2 separate regions of the Gossypium arboreum genome follow, and region 2 is linked to region 1. The links are chromatin contacts, called in public Hi-C maps. All regions are on one chromosome and are shown on one strand. Each heading gives the region's core, a stretch centred on a gene start, on an enhancer-like site or on the middle of the called end of the contact. The rest is flanking DNA. Distances are from core to core; before and after follow the strand shown.

Region 1 (4,632 bases), core at 1,189-3,688:
TCATACGTCATTGAATTTTCATTGTTTATTTACTCAATAAATTGTATAATTAATATATATATATATATATATATATATATATATATTGATTCATTTTCAATAAAATCATATAATAACATTCAATTTAATCAACATTATACATAGTACAGTTCACACGAACTTACTTGGTTAAATTGCAGAAATGTCAAAGTACAGAAGCATTTTGGTAATTTTTCATTCTCCTCGATTTCCCATCCGATCTTGATCTAAATTAATAATTTTATTAAATCTATTAATTTAGATAGTAAAAAAATGTATTTATTCAATTTAGTCCCTGAGCCCAAAACATGCAAATTAACCATTTTTACCCAAACTTTAGCCTAGCCTAATACTTTTGGCATCCAATGCAGCCCATTTATGCAACAATTTTACAATAAATCCTTATATTTTTATTATTTTAACAATTTAGTCCCTAATCAAGAAATTAATCAAAAAGCACTTAATAAAATACTTTTAAATAACAACTAATATCTCAAATTCATCATTTAACATCTAAAATCACAAGGTTCATCAATGACAACATTCAAAATCTTTAACAGGTTCAAAATTGAAGGTACGGGCTAACTGGACCTAGTTGCAACGATCTCAAAAACATCAAAATTATTAAAAACAAGCAAGATTTACCTCTTAAATGGAAGAACCCTAGTTGGCCAAACTTGTTTCTCCTTTAAAAATGGTGTTTTCGGTTCTCTTGCATAAGTAAAGAAGATGATAGCTTTTTAAATTCTATGATCTTTTATTTTTCATTAACATAATTACAAATTTACAACATTAACCTTTAAAATACACTTATAATATCACTAACACACATCCATAACTGTCCATCACATAAATATATGACATAATTACCATCTAAGGAAGGTTTAATTGCACAATTGGTCCTTCAATTAAATTAAATTCTAACTAAATAAACTTATTTACAATTTAATTCTAAACTAATTAGGAATAAAAGAGTCAATAATCCAAAAGCTAGATGATTTAATCAGGTCACCACCGCTTGGAATCTTTGACCATGGGTTAATTACCATTTTGGTCCTTTTTGCATTTTAAAATTATAGTGATTAACTTTTGCATCCTTTACGATTTAGTCCTTTTTAATTAATTAACTATCGAAACATTAAAATTTTTCAACAGAACTTTAATACCACCTTAAATACACTCTGAAAATATTTATAAAAATATTTATGGCTCAGTTTATAGAAATGAGGTCTCGATACCTCATTTTCGAAAGCCACTTGATCTTAGGGTCTTACCACTTGAACTTAATAAATCACTTATATAACATAAATTATCAAATCAAAAACCTTTTTAAAATCACATTTGACTCGTAAATATTAAATACATACTCGTCAAATTTGGTGGCCTCGAAACCACTGTTTTCGACACCACTAAAAAACAGGTTGTTATAGCCTGGGCCCAGCCTAAGCTAAATTTGCAAAAATAAAAGAAATATTGTTTTCTTGCTGTTTTTTCACTGTTTTGTTGCCATTTCACTATTATATTGCTACTATTTTGTTGTCATTGTTTGGATATTGTATAAATTTTATTTTATTATTAATTTTTCTACTTTTTTAGAGGCATTTGCTTGTTAAGTTGCACCTATGTTAGTGTTATTTAATTATAAATATTTATTAAATTTATTTTTAATTTGTTGGGATATATTTATTTTAATGTTTTAGTGTTTTGATGTATTATATTTTTAAAATATATATAAAATATAAAAAAATTAATACAACCAAAGCTAGACTAAGCTCTAGTTTTAGCATTATTATCCGGGATAGACTAGAGCTGATGCTTCAAAATGCTTTTTGATGCTTAAATCAGTGGACTGAAGAAAAGAGTTTAATATAAGGTAAACAAGTTAGAGAATAAGAGGTTATACTTGAGGTCAATTCATATTTTTTAGATGGAGTGGTATTCTTAGTCATAAAGTTCATGAAGACCTTTTTTCCGAGTGAATGACTTTGATTTATGTAAAATCTTCTTTTGTTTTAATGAGGGAAAGGTTATGTCTTATTTTTTCCATGTTTCATAATGATATTAGCTATTTATACTTCGCATCTAAAAGAGTATGAGCTCATACGAGTTTTTAATTTATTAGAATTTATGTTTTGTGAATTTTTTATAAAGACTTATTTTATAGGTTTGAGCTCATTTTTATAGATAAATATGTAAAAATCTTAAAATTATATTTAAAATAACCTTTAATTAATTAGTATATATTTATATTTAAATTTAATTGTGAAATTTAAAATTGAATTATCAATTTATTAAAAAATATTAAGTTGGAGGATTACATCCACAGAGCTTGAGTTGTAGTCCATTATCTCCAAAAAATAAGTCCATCAGCCCAAAAGCAAGACCCGACACATTCGATCCTAAACTAGGCCTATTACAGTTCGACCCGACAGGCCCGACACAGTTGCAAAAAAGAAAACACCCTAAACCCTCCTTGCTTGCTAGTGCTAACGAAGTGGCAAAGGTAAAAGCAAGCAAGGCGCACTAGAATCTCTCTTTTTTATCTTCCCTTCTTTAATGGAATCCTTACATTCTTCTTCTTTGCAAACACCATTTTTTTCCTCCCAATCGACTGTCCTCTCCAACAAATCCGTGTCTAACCCAAGAACCATATCCCCATTGATGCATCGAGTCAAGTCAAGGTTCGAACCATTGCGGTGCACCACGAGTCACTCATCTGAAACAGAAGCAAAACCAAAGGAGACAAAGCTTTGGGGTGGGAGATTCGAAGATAGTGTGACTGATATCGTTGAGAAGTTTACTGAGTCTATCTCGTTTGATAAACAGTTGTATAAGCATGATATTATGGGAAGTAAAGCCCATGCTTCTATGCTTGCTGAACAGGTCCTTTTTTTTTTCTCCTCTTGCATTTATTGTTTTTAGAGTGTTTTTAATGAGTTTATGGCTTGTCAGAATTTGGGTAATATTGTACTTTTTAGAATTGCAGAACCCAATTTCTGATCATTTGTCTTGTATAATGGTATTTTGCTAATTTGCTCCAGCTAATTCAAATGCATGTGGGTTTTTATCATTTTTGCTTGCAGGGTTTGATTAGCTTTAGTGATAGGGATAGTATTCTGAAAGGTCTAGATGAAATAGAGAGACGCATTGAAGCTGGTGAATTTGTGTGGAGGACTGACAGGGAAGATGTCCACATGAACATTGAAGCTGCACTGACAGATTTGGTTGGTGAGCCTGCAAAGAAACTCCACACTGCTCGAAGCCGAAATGATCAAGTTTTGACTGATTTCCGCCTGTGGTGTCGTGATGCTATAGACAGGATTATTAGTAGCATTAGACATCTCCAAGTTGCTTTGGTGAAGTTGGCTCTAAATAATGAGGGTCTCATCATTCCTGGTTATACACATTTACAGAGGGCACAACCTGTTTTACTTCAACATCTTCTTCTAGCATATGTGGAGCAGGTTTGAATCATTTCATTCATAAGCTATTCTAGATCAAACCGAACATCCATGTATGTTATATATATGATTATTATGTAGTGAACTAGCACTGAGTTTTCCAACTCCAGAAGCAGGGTTAAAAAACCGTCACGTGTCTCCTATATATGTCAAAATAAAGCGGTTGCTTTATTGGTTAATTGGAAAACTTTGTTCTTGAACTTTTAGAACTTAGAAAGAAGCTTATCTGATTAATATTTCTAATAGAAAAATGACTAAGTTTGAAAGCATAACACATTCATGGTGGGCGGCTTACTCCCATGTTGGGCGGCTTACTCCCCTAAAGGTAAATAAAAGTAGGAAATAAAGGAACCTGGGTAACCTACGATTGTGATTATAAATGGTTAGTGGTTATGATCAAGTCAACATAATATCTGAAGTCTTTGAATATTGGAATCCACATGATGTGGTGTACTCATCAACTTATAAACAAATTAATAATTGTTATATCCCTGAGAAGGCCTTGTGTTTTTTCTTAAAGAAAAAAAAAATTGTTCTTATATATAATAATTGAGAAAAAAAATGCAGATGGTTAATTCTGATTTCTAATTTTTTCATGATGATATGTTTTATTATTTGCCTCTAGGATCACTAACTGAACCTTTTTGGTTGTAGCTTGACCGTGATGCTGGCCGTTTACTAGATTGTAGAGCTAGGTTGAATTTCTGCCCTCTAGGTGCATGTGCACTAGCTGGGACTGGCTTGCCAATTGATAGGTTTATGACTTCTGAAGCTTTGGGATTCACTGCTCCCATGAGGAACAGGTATGTGTGAAAAAGCCATCATATTTCAGTTTCTGGAATGTCACACATGACCATTGTATGACTTGTAGCATGGAGGGTTATTACCTTTGCATAGGATTTTGTCGATTTGAGCCTAGATCTCCATCTTAATTATAATGTTTCATTAGATATTGATATCAGGCTTCTCTGTTAACATAATTGCATTTCGCTATTTTTAAACAGTATTGATGCAGTTTCTGATCGAGATTTTGTCCTAGAGTTTCTTTCTGCTAATTCAATCATTGCGGTTCATCTATCTCGGATTGGTGAAGAATGGGTATTGTGGGCTTCGGAGGAGTTTGGATTCATCACACCAAGTGATTCTGTTTCCA
Region 2 (4,632 bases), core at 586-3,085, 350 kb after region 1:
TAAGAGTCATCCGCTCCGATGCCCAAAATAAAGCATCTCCCGAGTTGGAATTTGATAGACGACATATTCGTCTTTCAATCGGTTTGCTCATTTCCAATTAGACTAAGGACATGTTTAGGTTCGTCTACTAATAAAAGTTGTCTTTTCATATTACAATCTGACCACATAATATTGCTTAGTATCAGTTAAACATTGGATAACCAATAAGCAACATTTGCTTCCATTTTGCTTTGTGTGCAAAACCCATATAAAGACAATTATACAAAGTATATCAATGAATTTGTTTTATTAACCAATTTGTTAAAAAAAAATACAAGTTTACAAATGAATATACTACACTCAGAGCACCATAACCAATAGGCAGCACACCTTATTTGTAGCCTCTTAAACTCTAACTAATCTCCTAAAATTAAGGAATGTGATAAGTATGCCACCTAAGCATGACAACCCATCAACTAACTAATTAACATGAAAAAAATGTCTAAGTGTGGAAATATGGTAGGAAATTTGGCCAAGGGACTAATTAGGCTCATTGGGTCGAATTTTTACAAAATATCCTTTCATAGAAAAATTACCATTTTACACCTTTTGCCTCATCATTATTCTTTATTCCATTCAAGACACTTAGTCCTTCAAAATTTCTATATTTTGTACTTACTAACATTAATTATGGGTTTTCCATGCATAATTTTGCATTCAGGACCTTTTTTGATAAAATTTAAAAATTTACGATTTAGTCTATAAACTCTCATTTTCGTTCAACTTTTCCAATTTAATCCCTAAAGTGACTTTCATCAAATTAATACTCAATCTAATGCGTCCTTATGTTCTCCCATCATTATTGACTTTTATTTTCCTTAATATGATCAATTTACTCTATCATCCATGACTTTTATAATTTTACAATTTAGTCCTTTTTATACCAAGACCACATCTTCACAATTATTCTCTAAATTTCCCTTTTCTAAAAATCAAAATAATTCTTTAAAAGTTCATTAATAATAATGCTCCTCAAATGCTCTTCTATATTTTACCAGATCAAGTTCTGGAACAATATCACTTACTTTATTAAAAAATTTGGGGTGTCACACATAAGAAGTATAAATGAAATAAAATGATGCTTCTAATGCACATTAGAGTCCTAAAGTATGACTTAAACTATATCAATTTTTTTATTCTAATGGACATGCACTTTATAGTACTAAAGTATTGGCATAATGATTTTTGTAGGCCTCCAGTTTTACAAAAAAAGAACCATTTTAGCCAATCCCTTTAAGTTTTCGCCTTTTTTAGCTTTTAAATTTGTATTTTTGTCTAATCATTCCAAAATGGATGAAAAAGTTAACTTTTTAACTTTGCTAATATAGCATACACGTGGATGATATGTCAGCATTTAATTAATTTTTAAAATTCAAAAAATTAAAAATAGTTTTTTAATTTTTATACATTTTAATCATTTTAATGGTTTTAATTTTAAAATAATTTTATATACTTTTAAATTTTAAAATTTTAAAAATTAATTAAATGCTAATGTGTCATCTAAATTAAAAAGCATTAATCTAAATAAATTATTATGTCTAAAATATTTGTAACAGTGCCAATAATTCAATTTGTTTTATATATTTTGTTCATACCAGACTTTACTTTGGGAATATTATATGGAACTATTTAATACAACTGAAAATGGATTGGACATTCTAATACAATTTAGCTAAAGCCCCTGGATGAGCCCAAATTGAGAGTTCAGGGTGGGGCCGCGATTGGGCTAGTATTTCGGGTAAAAAGTAAAAACCCGGTTTAAATCCGATCCGTCCCGTTTATATTTCAACGTGGCAACAGTTGGTTGGGCAATTAAATCAATTCCCTCTCCCTGTAAATAAATCCCATCCCAATCAGTTGCATCGAGAGAACACTTCCGCTTTTTCCTCTCTTTTTTTTTTTTTTTCTCCCTCTGTTTTCGATGGCATCCGCCACCGTCGACCACCGCAATCACCTCCACATCGAATCTATCTCCGTCGTAGATCTCCGTCTCCTCTCTCAACCCGACCTCCTTTCCCTTGCTTTATGCTCCTCTTCTCCTTCCCCTTCCAATGCCGAAACCGAACTCTTCACTCCCAAAATTGACCGCTCCGTTTTCAACGAATCCGCCGGAAGTCGCAAACAAACTTTCTTCCGCCTCCGCTTCGCCGCACCCCGCAGCCACCTACACCACCAACATTCCTCTCTTCCTTCCGAGCCCTTCCCTTCTCGTTCACTATACCTAAACCCTGAATCTCTTGACGAAGAAAGCTCTAACGCCCTCTCTCTGCTTAAATCACTTTTCAACATCGATGATTCGCTGCCTGCTAACCCCGAAGCTGACGAACCGTACGATGACAAGGATCTTGTGCCGGTTCAAATTGAATATCCAAACGGGAATTCCGGTTTGCAGAATATTCCGGTCGACATTGTTAGTAGTAGTTTAAGAAAAAGGAAGCGAGGGAGGCCAAGGAGGGACGGGAAAGATAATTGGCTGATTGAGAGCGAGCCTTTAGCAATAGAGGAATATAAAGAAATGAAAACCTTTAGGCCAAATGAGACAGCGGATGCCGGTAATAGTAGCAGTTGTAACGAAGGGAAGAGGAGGAGAGGGCGGCCACGAAGGGAGGAGAGTCAAAGTAGAGTGATTGCAAGCGAGGAAAAGAAAGTTGAGAGCGAAATTGAGAAGGCAGCGTTTGTGAATGTAGAGGCGATTCTGGGAATTGAAGAGGAGTTGAGAAGGAGGACTGAGGGGATTGTTACAGAGGTGCAACTGCTGGAGTTTATGAAGGGTTTAGAAGGTCAATGGGCGAGTAAAAGCCAGAAGAAGAGGATTATCGACGCAGCTGGGTTTGGGAATGTGCTTCCAAGAGGGTGGAAGCTTATGCTCTTCGTGAAGAAGAGAGCCGGCCATTGTTGGTTAGCTTGTAGCCGATATATAAGGTTTTCCATTACTTTCTTTTACTTTTATTTTAATATTCTCGTTAATCATAGCCTGCATATTTTATCAACGCTGTTTATCTCTTTTTTTTTTTTTTTGGGGGGGGGGGGGGGATAAGTTTTATATTCATCCAAAGAAACAGCCAATGCTGTAAAAACAATCAAAACAACATAACCTTGTACCTATACAAAACAAAAAAAAAATATATACCACTTATTCCAAAATGTTTCAAACTAAGCACAGAAGCTGATCACCTCTTTAATACTTCTATTAATGACCTCCTCACTGGATATCTGTTACCTAAACTGCCTTCGATTCCTTTCTCTCCAAATAGCATAAAAAAAAGCATTCCATGTCAATTTTAAGATAACTCTAATAAGAGATTTACCTTTAAGTCTGCTACACATCCAATTAAATTCAAGTTGCCAAGACATTATAACCCTCTGAATATTGCATAGAAGTAAAACTTGCTCCTGTATCATTTTTGCAAATGCATATTCAGCAAAGAAATCGTCCCTGATTTCATCTCATTCCCCCCTTGATCAACCTTTTGTTGGGAGATGATCAAGGATAGCCATCCAAGAGATAAATGAATGTTTGGGAATATAGTGGAAACCAAACTATCATATGCCATGCAATCTTCTCATTCTTTGGTCTGATTATATCCCAAATTCTGGAAATTGTAACCTATCTCCCATTTAGCTCAGAGCTGCCCAGTACAACCAAAGTCTCCTCCCTTGGCCTTATTATCTTTCTCCAGCTCCTACTTGTGTTGTATTTCAGCTGCACTTGAGTTAAAGAGGAACGTTTAAGGAAATACTCTTGAATCCAAGCAATCCAACGTGATCTCTGACCTGCTAAGATAATTCTTATCAGTTGGATAATACAAGCTTTATTTCAACTTTCAAGATCTTTCATCCCAAGACCACACTCAACTTTAGAAGAACAAATCCTTTTCCAACTCACTCTTGCCCCCTTGGTAGAATCCTCTTTGCCTTTCCAAAAAAAAAAAAAAAACAAGAACACATTTGGTTGATTTGATTGAGAATCCCTTTTTGAAGAATGAAATGCTTGCACCAAAAGTTTTGCATCTGAAAAATAACAGATTGAATCAATAGCATTCTCCTTGCAAAGCTCAACTGTTTTGCAGCCTAACTTGTGATCATAGATCTGATCCTCTCCAACAATGGAAAACAATCCTTCTTAGACAGCTTTCGTGTAACTAGAGGGATACCAAGATAACGCACCAGCAACTGCCCAATTTTAAAGCCAGTCAAATGTTGAATAAAATGGAGCTCCTCACGAGACACTCCTGCAAAGATTTCACTTTTACTTGCATTAAGCTGAAGCCCAGAAAGCTGATAAAAAGTGGAAAGGATACTACAAATACCCACTACAGAATCAACTTTACCTTTAAAAAGATTAGCAAATCGTCTGCAAAACACAGATGAGTTAATTGAATCTTATGGCACTTAGGATGATAGCTAAGAAGACCTTCCTTAGCCTCGAAATCCAACAACTTCGACAGAATATTCATAGAAAGAACAAAAAGCTAGAGTGACAATGGGTCACCTTGCCTAATACCCCAAGCCCCTTTAAAATAACCAACCAAACCACCATTTAAGGCTATAGAGAATCTAGAGGTAGTGAATCAAGCCTGAATCCACTTAAAA

What was found. A called contact is a pair of places that touch in the nucleus more often than the background predicts.
Region 2: a contact with region 1 is called in a Hi-C map of leaf, with 4 times the contacts expected there. The contact joins the promoter of LOC108463692 here to the promoter of LOC108480122 in region 1. A contact is called at or near these places in 2 of 5 Hi-C or Micro-C datasets (both in leaf).

The regions. Positions count from the first base shown.
Region 1 is chr1:85,905,109-85,909,740 of ASM2569848v2, forward strand. LOC108480122 (argininosuccinate lyase, chloroplastic) reads left to right here and starts at 2,439. Exons shown (of 6, transcript XM_017783004.2): 1 at 2,439-2,901; 2 at 3,102-3,482; 3 at 4,134-4,282; 4 at 4,484-4,632. The coding sequence starts at 2,575.
Region 2 is chr1:86,256,011-86,260,642 of ASM2569848v2, forward strand. LOC108463692 reads left to right here and starts at 1,836. Exons shown (of 7, transcript XM_017763592.2): 1 at 1,836-2,961. The coding sequence starts at 1,961.